Regions from separate parts of the Sus scrofa genome. Here all the other regions are linked to region 2. A link is a contact called in public Hi-C data. All regions are on one chromosome and are shown on one strand. Each heading gives the region's core, a stretch centred on a gene start, on an enhancer-like site or on the middle of the called end of the contact. The rest is flanking DNA. Distances are from core to core; before and after follow the strand shown. Region 1 holds the start of ABHD3 (phospholipase ABHD3). Region 2 holds the start of SNRPD1 (small nuclear ribonucleoprotein Sm D1). Region 3 overlaps ABHD3 (phospholipase ABHD3).

Region 1 (3,258 bases), core at 289-2,788, 120 kb before region 2:
CTACTGAACTCCAAGTCTTTTTAGGTGTTGGGGGGAGAGGGAGGGCATCTCAAAAAATCTGAGGTACCAATGGCCCCTCGGCAATTGTAACCCATCAACTACGCACCATATGGCAAGGCAAGCCTCCCTTCGGACAGTTATCACTCGGTGGCTGATTAATTTCAATGGCTTGTTAGAAAGGCCTCTCCAGATCCCTTCCCTAGAGAAGGAGGGGAAGTGTCTGTTGTTTTCCCGATGCTTTGTGTCTTCAGGCTTGAAAGCATCCCGGTGAGGCTGCTGCCACCGTTTCTCTTGCGAATTGAGTGCAGGGAATTGGGGCGGGGGAGGGGTCTTCTCTGTAAGTTTTTGTTTACCAGGTAAAGAACCTAAAATTCTTTCGACTCATTCTCTTTCCGCTCCAGCCCGGCGCTGAGGGCGAGGCGTTCCAACAGCGGGCCTCTTTCAAGCCTCGCGACGCACTTCTCCCCGGCCTCCCCCTTTCCCCAACGCGCGCAAGCCGGGGGCCAGGTGGCCGCCGCTTACCGGTGGGCGCGCTGTCCAGGATGCGCAGGTCGTAGGCCCCGGAGCAGCGGTAGTTGGCCGCGGTGCCGTTGTCCCACACCACCACCACCTCCTCGGGGCTCTCGAAGCTCCGGACCGTGCCCACATGGCCCTCGCCGCCGTCCTGCTTCCCCCACTTCCAGTCCGGGCCGCGCACTACTCGGGCGCCGACCCCTTCCACCATCACCCGGTTATTCCTGGAGTTACTCATCGGGGCCCCGGCGGTGGGCTCCGCCGCCGCCGCCGCCGCTGCCGCCGGAGGGCCCGTGAGGGAGTTGGGCCCCGGCCGGACTCTCGGCGCCGGCGGGGGCGGCAGCGAGCCCCGGGGAACGTGGGAATAACTCACGGGGGCGGCGGTGCAGTCACCGCCAAGCCCACAGCCGCTCCCCAGCCGTTGCCGCCGCCGCCGCGCCCCCCGCTCGGACTGGAGGCCCGACTGCAGCGGCTCGGAGGCGGCGGCGGCGGCGGCAGGCGGGCAGAGGGGAGGGGGCCGTGGGCGGGGACTCCCCCGCTTCCTCCGGGCTCCCGGGCCGGGCTACAGCGACGGCCGCCAGGAAACCACGCTCTCCCCCGGCCGGGAGCGCAGGGAGCGCGGGGGGCCGGGGGAGGCTAGCCCGGGAGAGACGGCGCGGTCGGCGGAGAGCAAGCCTAACTGCTGGCCTGTTTTCTCCCCCAGGCCCTTGCTCCAGGGTGGACGCCCGAGCGCCGGCGCCGCCTCCTCCCCCGTGGGCAGTGATGGTACCTCCCGGCGTCCGGCTAGCGTCCGGGCCCAGGGGCCCCCTTCTCTCTGCCCCCGCGCACGCCGCCGCGCTCCGCCCCTCCACAGAGTCCCTGCCCGGCGAGAGCGGCTCCACATCCGGGTACTGGAGCACCCAAGGACCGAGCAGCACCTTCTCTGAGAGATTAGGAGGGGACTTCTCAGCAACAGTAGGATGGAAGCGCTTTGGAGATCCGCGCGACTGGGGAGAGAAAGGAGAGGAAAATTGATCCCTAAGCGTCTCGCCACGGCTTTATGAGAGTGCGCATGCGCGCGGCCTGGAAAAAAAGGGGGGGTAGACATCCACCCCAGCTTGAGGCGATGGAGGGGTGGCTCCCCGGAGTAGTCGTGGACCGGTGGTGCGGCGCACCCCATTGGCTGTAAGGGAAGGGGCGGGGCAAGGAACTCCCTCAGGCCGCGGTGGAGGTGGGACTGGAGGAAGTGAGGATCCGGATGCGACCCGGGTTGCTGAAACTGGGTCCCTCTGGTGAGGTCAGGCTTTCCTCAAATTCTTGTGTACCTGGGTGTGCTGGGTGGAAATTTGGGATTACATGTTCTTTTAGTCTTCTTTTTTAATGGGGCGGGGAATAGGACAAATTATGGGCAATCTGTATTTTTGTTTGTGTAAATTGAAAGCATTTCAGACCGCAGTATGTGATTAGGGATGTGTTTTTAAGCTGAGCAGAATGGTGATGAATGATGTGTGTCTTGCTTTTGTGCAGAGTCAGGATGGCAAGTAGACTCCAAACAGCACAAGCTCCTGGGAAAGAGATTTACAAGCACTTTGCCCATTATAACAACTCCCATCCATTAAATAATTCCACCCCCCTCCCATAGCAAAATACAACCCTGAAAGGAAAATAAGTGTACCGTAAGAGCGGATTCTGGCCGCTATTACTTAAATGACTTTGTGTAGGATTTAAAACCACTGGTTCACAGCCCAGCACGGATGCATTGTTAGCATACTGTTGTTTTTCCTGAGAGTCAATTAAGCAAAGAATACAAATATTCAGCAGAAGGAAATATTCAGTTGGAAAGAAAAGGTGTGTAAAATGGAACCCATGAATTATTATATAGTGAAATTAATTAAATGTTCTTAATTTTTCATATTAAATAAAATAGGAAAATACCAGTATGGCGAAACAGGGCTTATTTTGGGTTTTTTGGGGGGGAGGGGGTTTGTCTTTTTAGGGCCACACCTGCGGCATATGGAGGTTTCCAGACTAGGTGTCTAATCAGAACTGTTACCGCCAGCCTACACCAGGGCCACAGCAACGCCAGATCTGAGCCGTGTCTGCAACCTACACCACAGCTCACGGCAATGCCGGATCCTTAACCCACTGAGCGAGGCCAGGGATCGAACCCGAAACCTCATGGTTCCTAGTTGGATTTGTTTCTGCTGTGCCACCACGGGGACTCCAAATAGAGCTTATTTTGGAAACTAAACAGTTAACATGTTTGTTCCAAATAGGCCAGCCAGGAGTTCCCATTGAGGCTCAGCAGGCTAAGAACCCAAATAGTGTCTGTGAAGATATGGGTTCAATCCCTAGTCTTTTTCAGTGGGTTAAGGATCTGGTGTTGCTGCAAGCTGCAGCATAGGTCACAGATGTGGCTCAGATTTGGTGTTGCTGTGTCTGTGACATAGGCCTGCGGCTGCACCTCCAACTCAGCCTCTAGCCCAGGAACTTCCATATGCCGCAAGTGCAGCCCTTGAAGGAAAAAAAAAAAAAAAGGCCAGCCAGGGAGTTCCCTGGTGGCCTAAAGTTTAAAGATCTTGGTCGCTGCTGTGGCGCAGGTTCATTCCTTGGCCCAGGAACTAATGCATGCCATAGGCGCAGCCAAAAAACCAAAAAAGTCCAGCCAAATATCTAGTGTATTTTAAAGTGTTTTCATCTTGGAAGTATAAAATGTGCTATTCCTGCTCTGCCAACTCTTTCTTCTCTCTCTGGGATCTTTTCTGG
Region 2 (3,667 bases), core at 243-2,742:
GAAGGGAAAAAAATAGACAAAAAGTCAATCTTAAATGCCTTCTCTACAAACACCAGCCTGAATATGACAATGAGGATTCTTTATGTTATCTCAAACTATCTTCTTGTCTATCTTCTCTGCAAAACGAACGCTACTACAACATAGGACTCTTTAAGGGGGGGGTGGGCTACTGCTGTAGCACAACTGGGATTCTTGGCGTCTCTGGAGCACTGGGATGCAGGTTCGATCCCCAGTTCAATCCCCACCGGCACAGTCCAGCATTGCTGCAGTTGCCGAGTAGGTTGCAAATGCAGCTAGGATGTGTTCCCTGGTCCAAGAACTCCATGTGCTTAACTATTTGGTCGACATTGACAATTCTTGACTCAACAGACAATAAACTAGTTAAGCTAGTTTATAACTGCCGGCTGAGTTGTAAAAGCCTCTGCTTCTATGTTCCAGGCTCTCAGCCTCAAGGAGAAACATCAGAACTCAATCTATTTGCAGGTAGTTTTTGTGATGAATTAGCTCAACCAGTAAACGAGTCTTCAGCAGGCTCAACTAATCGACCAAATTTAAATACAGAAATAAACAGAATAAATCTCGATTATCTGTGTAATCAGCCAAAAAGTACGGAAGAGTGATTCTACCCCATATTGAGAGGTTTTTTCCTAAATCAAAGGGCTATTTTAAAGGGAAATGTAAGTTGAATAATCTTAAGGCTAGGGAATAACAACAAGAGGGAAAAAAAACACTATTAAAAAAAAAAAAAACCTCAGGAAATCAGAAGTCCATCCCTGATCCCTGATTTAAAATACTTCGGAATTGGATTTCATTATCTCCAGATAAACCCCTGCAGCTTCTAAGTACTCTTTTAAGTGTGACGGTAGTTTCATTAAAAAATATGCATTAATTTAAACTACTTGTGCAGGATGTACAATTTTTATGTCTCCCACGTTCTCAGGAAGCGTGGACCTAGTTAAATTTGCCGGTTCCTGAGTGCTGAGACGAGCCAGAAACGTTCTAACAGAAACGGAAGTCTGTAACTCACCGAAAGTAAGAGCTTGTAAGCCTGGCTCTGTACTTTTAAGGCCTCTAAGACACCTGATGGGAAAACACCGCCCGGCCTTCAACCTCTCGGAAGACCCGCAGATCCCTGGGCGACCCAGTCTGAAGCCTGGTCGAGTGCCCGCGGCGACGCGACCAAGATGGGGCGGGAGCGGCGGGCGCCGAAGGCCGTTAGCAGGCCGCGCGCGCACGCGGCTTTCGCGCCTCCTGCATCTCGGGCAGCTCAACCCCCCCGCTCCCGGTCCAGGACATCCCCTCATAGTACCCACCCTGCTCGGTCACCTCCTCACCTCACGAGCTTCATCCTCTCGGTCCGATAGTACACAAAACCCCACCGCAGAGGCCGACCCGCAGGGAGAATGAATGACCGGAAACGCTTACTCCCGGGGATCGACGTAAAGAGCGCGCGGATCCCTGCGCACTCACGGCGGAAACGCCGAGGCTGCGCTTGGGCCACTCTCCCTTCCGGCCGCGAGTAGCGCCAGTGCGGCCTCTGGCGGCAGGAGGTGTGCCTTGCAACTGTTAAGGGCGTTTAGGGCCGATCCAGGAGGAAACTTCCTGTAAGAGAGAGTATTTCAGGAAATTAAATCCTATTAGCGAGCATAACAAGGCTCCGGGTATTATGTAGCACCAAATTTTCTCGTGAATGAAAGGAAATAATTGGAGAATCCCAAAGGATTATGCTCCACCACCAGGTATCTCAGCGTTACTTAATGTGCTGAAGAAAATCATACAATTTAACTGATTATTTTCACTTTAAATTCTGGTCACAAACCTCAAAAGTGTCCCTTGCACTGCCCAGAGATCGTTATGCTTCTCTAATAAGCTCACAAAGTATTTCATACCTTCTTTCTTCTCTTTATCTCAAACCTTTTACAGTTCTTCTCCCAAATCACTCTCTAACGTATCCTACTTTTAGAAAACAGAAGCCATCCTTCTGCTTCCCTTTCTGTGACAACGATAGAAGTATTATTGCTCCTTTGGAAAGCAAATTCCTCTTGGTTGTAGTCTGGATCCCATCTCATTTCCTCAAGAATTTCACTCCTTCAATGATCCCCTTCTAATTTGAATCATCAATTCCTCCTTCTCTACTGATTTTTTCTATCAACATATAAATTTATCTAAAAAACAAACAAGCAACGAGTTCCCACTGTGGCGCAACAGGATTGGGCAGCATCTCTGCAGCTCCAGGACGCGGGTTTGATGTCCAGCCCTGCATTGCTACAGCTGGCTGTAGTGTGGGTTCCAACTGTAGGTTGGATCTGATTCCTGGTCTGGGAACTCCATATGCCTCGGAGATGGCCAAAAATGGAAAAAGAAAAAAAGGAAAGGAAGAAAGAAAAAATTTTGTAGTGCCAGTTGTGGGAACTCGGCAGGGTAAGAACCTGACTAGTATTCATGAGGATGTGGGATCTATCCCTGGCCTCATTCAGTGGGTTACGGCTCCAGTGTTGCCACAAGCTGCAGCGTAGTTCACAGATGCAGCTCAGATCCAGTGTTGCCGTAGCTGTAGTGTAGGCCTCAGCTGCAGCTCTGATTCAAGCTTCCATTTGCTGCAGGTGAGGTCTTAAAAAAAAAAAATTCTCCTCTCATGCAGCTCTAGCTCCCACCAGATTTCTTCCACAGAAAACCTCCTTAAATGAGCTGTCTATAACTTGTTTTTATTGCCTTGTAATTCGATCTTCAAATACACTGAGATTGCTTTTCTAATGGTGATCAAAAACCCAATACAAACTTCTGTCTTCCTCTTACTCAGCATCTCAGCAGCATTCAAAACAGACACTCTCCTTTGAAACATGCTCCTTTCTTGGCTTCCAGGATGCCAAGTATGCCTGGTTTTAATTCAATCTCACTAATGACTCTTTCTAGGTCTCCTTAGGCTGCCTCATTGTCTCCTGAGCCATTACATGCTGGAGTGCTTCTTGGCTTACCCTCAGCGTAGTCTCTTCATGGATACTTTCTCCTTTAGCCTAGGTGATCTCCCAAACCACAGCTTTAATATGTATCTCAGGACTTCATCCCTGGTCATCAGAATTCTTGAATGTTGTGAGGCAATGCTCATCAAACATTAATGTGCATAAAAAAAAATGGAGTTCCCGTCGTGGTGCAGTGGTTAACGAATCCGACTAGGAACCATGAGGTTTCGGGTTCGATCCCTGCCCTTGCTCAGTGGGTTAACGATCCGGCGTTGCCCTGAGCTGTGGTGTAGGTCGCAGACGTGGCTCGGATCCTGCGTTGCTGTGGCTCTGGAGTAGGCTGGCAGCTACAGCTCTGATTCGACCCCTAGCCTGGAAACCTCCATGTGCCTCGGAAGCGGCTCAAGAAATGGCTAAAAGACAAAAAAAAAAAAAAAAAAAAAAAATTAATGTGCATAAGACTCACCTGGAGGAAACTTTAGAATGAAAATTATGATTCCATTGGTATGGGATCTGAAATTCTGCATTTCTAACAAAACTTCAGTTGATGAAGATGAACTGAATCCCTAGACCATGAATCTCCATTTGGGTAGTAAGCAATTAATGTACATATGTGTGCTGCTTTCTTAATACCTATTCCCCTGTCTTTCCAACAGTTTCTAAGAATCTCCTAGAGATCCATGTGGTCATATGGGAGCTGACTCTAC
Region 3 (3,272 bases), core at 564-3,063, 93 kb before region 2:
CGGTCATTATGAAAGATACTGTGCTTCTTTGTGCCTCAGTCTTTTTTAGCTGATGGTAATTATTGTAGTGGGATCAATCTGAGTTGCATTTAAAATAGAGTTGTATCTTTTCTTAAGCTTGAAATACTTGTTTGTGTGAAAAACTGAGGTTGACTTTATATTAATAAAAATGTTTTGATATAAAGAAGAAAATACCATAAGAACTAACTCAATTTTACTAAGTTAACTCTGATTTTTTATAGATAAAGCCTGTTTTGTTCAAGAGGTGACAGTCTCTTGGAAGCTTTGCTGGAGTATTCCAGGATTATGGTTCCAATTAAATTTGCACCAAGAAATAGCAGGAATTCATCATTATCCCATCAGTTAGATGTGAGGCTTGATGCCAGTTTTTTGCTAAAACTTAGTCATGCTCAAAAAGTACAGATCATAAAGTCTTTTGTACATATTTAAATTGGTGATTCTATACTTGGTCTGAACTGTCTCCTAAGACTTAGAAAGTGTTTTTAAAAACAATGTAGTTGAAACTCAAGGTCTGAATCTCATAAACCCTGGAGTTACCAGTATGCGAGACTTTTTTCCATCACTTGTAAAAGCTGCCAGAATTTATTACCATGGCTATCATTGCACTGTGCTGGAAGGTTGGAAGGTTCTGGCTTCCCTAAGGGTTAAAATATCTTCTCAATTCAGAAATTATATTGAGAATGTACAGTATAAGGAAGGCTTTGTGCTGGGTACTGTGAAAAGATGGAAAGACTTGTGAGAAATTGTCCTTTCCACAGGGGGCTCATGAGAGGGAAAGGCTGAACTAGGTCACTGCTTGAAGACCCAGATTATTTGGGTGCAGGAAGCTCTAATGCTGAGTGACACTGGACTTGAAGGTAGAATAAGCAGTGGTCAATAAACTTCTCAGTGGCCTTTGGGCTTATCCCCATTTGGGGTTTGTTTTTTTTTTTTTGGTTTTTGGGGGGCCGCACCTGCAGCATATGGAGGTTCCCAGGCTAGGGGTCCAATCGGAACTATAACTGCTGGTCTGTGCCGCAGCCATAGCAAATCTGGATCCAAGCTGCATCTGCAACCTACACCACAACTCACGGCAACACCAGATCCTTAACCCACCAAGCGAGGCCAGGGATCAAACCCGCATCCTCATGGATGCTAGTCGGGTTCACTAACTGCTGAGCCACGAAGGGAACTCCCATTTGGTTTTAACTGCAAGAAATCTTTGAATCCGGGTTGGAGAGGGTTAGCTATTGTTGTATAACAAATTATCCCCAAACTTAATAGCTAAAATCAACCAGCACTCTGCTCACAATTCTGTGGGTCAGCAATTTGGGCTTAGCTCAGCTGGGTGGCTCTTCTGGTCTTGGCTGGGATCATTTGTGCATTTGTGGTCCACAGCCAGGACAATGCCATGCCTGGGAGCCATCAGCAGGGGTGACTCATCTCAGCTCCACGTGGTCTCTCATCTACCATCAGGCTTACCTCAGGTGCACTTGTTGGCAGAGGGTTCCAAGAGTCCAAAAGTTACAGCTGCAAGAACTTCTTCAGGCCCAAGGCTGAGGACTTTCACAATGTTGCTTCTGCCATGTTATAGTCAAAACAAAAGTCATGTGGTCAGCCCTGAGTCAAAGGGTAGGGATACGGACGCCATCTCTTGATAGGAAGTAAGGCTATTAAATGTGTTTGCAATCTGCCACCGACAGCCAATAAAAAATGCCCTGGGACTTTGGCACAAGACTGGGTTGAGTCCTTAGGCTGCAAAACAGATCCATGTCACTGATACTGTTGCATTGGATCTAGTAGGTAACAGGGCTTGCCGGAGGTTATGTAATATGGGGAGCAGGGGTGTGCATGGGCTTCAGAGCCAGGTCTGGGTTCTGATGTTAGAGCCAGCACTTACTGAGTGACCTTGCACAACTAACTTTTAACTTCCCCAATCATAGCTTCTTGCTTACTACAGAGTTTAAATGAATTAGAATGTGTAAAGTGTTTGGTTTCGTGCCCTGAACAAAGTGGGTTTTTAGAAAGGTTTCTGTCTTCCTTCCTAGACCTTCTATTCCCTGAGCAAAGTAGGACATTTTTTATAATTTAAAGAGCAAGTATGAGCAAACCTACCATGTAGGAAATACAAACATCTAGCTTCCTTGCAAGAATGCTTTGATGTTATTGTAATGTCTCTTAGACATTAGTTTCATAGACAGTGTGAACAGCCCAATATCGTGAGGGTGCACTTGACTCAGGCCCAATTTTCCTACCTTATGTAAAGGTTGAGTATGTTGGGAGGGTCATGAATTCTGTCAGGTCACCAGGGAAGCAGTGATGCTCTACTGGTGAGTTAAGATTTAGACATTAGAGAGAACCTAACTCCTGGCATATTGTCAAATGAAACCTAAGGGTTTCCTGTTGTTACTGTTAAGTGAATCTTTTTTCCCTGTACCTGAAAACTAACAAAGACACACGACTTTTCTGTTTAAAGTCCACTCATTCAAAATTAATAGTGAGGAGTTCCCGTTGTGACGCAGTGGTTAACGAATCCAACTAGGAACCATGAGGTTGCGGGTTCGGTCCCTGCCCTTGCTCAGTGGGTTAGCGATCCGGCGTTGCTCTGAGCTGTGGTGTAGGTTGCAGACACGGCTCGGATCCCACGTTGCTGTGGCTCTGGCGTAGGCTGGTGGCTGCAGCTCCGATTCAACCCCTAGCCTGGGAACCTCCATATGCTGCGGGAGTGGCCCAAGAAATAGCAACAACAACAACAACAATAACAACAAAAAGAAAAAAAAAAAAACAAAACGAAACAAAATTAATAGTGAAAGGAAACTAAGCTGAGGTTCATTTAAGGTAATTGTGAGCAAAGGCTGAAAAGTCAAAGGTCAATAGAACTGAACGGGAAGGACTTGGCCTGCCAGCATGTAGTCCATCCTCACTGGCAGAGTGCACTGTGTATGCCCTGAAAAAACTCACCCCTGAGAGGAGAAGAGAATTGCTGAGCCAGACAACCCCAGTTATTCTTCCAAATTGTATCAATCAGCCAAGTCCTTCATCTCCTGGAGAGCAAGTGAAGAAGTAGGAAAGGCCAGGAGTACATTTAGAGAGAAGCACTCACAGAAACCAGAGGCCTGGAGAAAAAGTCATTCCCTCTAATAAGCTGGACCCATGTGATTGAAAAGTGGTTAGAAACCACACCCATTTCTTCAAGATTTTTTTTTTTTTTGCCTTTTTTTTTTTTCTACAGTTGCACCTGCGGCATATGGAAGTTCCCCAGACTAGGGCTT

The links. A called contact is a pair of places that touch in the nucleus more often than the background predicts.
Region 1: a Hi-C map of liver shows a contact between it and region 2, with 4 times the contacts expected there. The contact joins the promoter of ABHD3 here to the promoter of SNRPD1 in region 2. A contact is called at or near these places in 2 of 5 promoter capture datasets (fetal liver and liver), 6 of 47 Hi-C or Micro-C datasets (fetal skeletal muscle, heart right ventricle, liver and 2 more) and 2 of 2 datasets of contacts at active chromatin or transcription factors (alveolar macrophages and skeletal muscle).
Region 3: a Hi-C map of liver shows a contact between it and region 2, with 2.0 times the contacts expected there. The contact joins the enhancer-like site here to the promoter of SNRPD1 in region 2. A contact is called at or near these places in 1 of 5 promoter capture datasets (liver), 6 of 47 Hi-C or Micro-C datasets (embryonic fibroblasts, heart right ventricle, liver and 1 more) and 2 of 2 datasets of contacts at active chromatin or transcription factors (alveolar macrophages and skeletal muscle).

Annotation. Positions count from the first base shown.
Region 1 is chr6:106,916,000-106,919,257 of Sscrofa11.1, reverse strand. ABHD3 (phospholipase ABHD3) reads left to right here and starts at 1,538. Exons shown (of 10, transcript XM_021096170.1): 1 at 1,538-1,558. The coding sequence starts at 1,553. MIB1 (E3 ubiquitin-protein ligase MIB1) reads right to left here and starts at 1,263. Exons shown (of 21, transcript XM_003356369.4): 1 at 523-1,263. The coding sequence starts at 751.
Region 2 is chr6:106,796,026-106,799,692 of Sscrofa11.1, reverse strand. SNRPD1 (small nuclear ribonucleoprotein Sm D1) reads right to left here and starts at 1,492. Exons shown (of 4, transcript XM_003127854.5): 1 at 1,335-1,492. The coding sequence starts at 1,348.
Region 3 is chr6:106,890,107-106,893,378 of Sscrofa11.1, reverse strand. All of the region lies in intron 4 of ABHD3 (phospholipase ABHD3), which reads left to right. Among named protein-coding and RNA genes, the nearest start is that of ABHD3, 26 kb to the left of the region's middle. Within about 2 kb of position 1,813, at least 5 of the 83 cell types and tissues checked have an H3K27ac peak or open chromatin away from gene starts, as enhancers often do. A contact at or near this core is called in alveolar macrophages and liver, where this site is marked.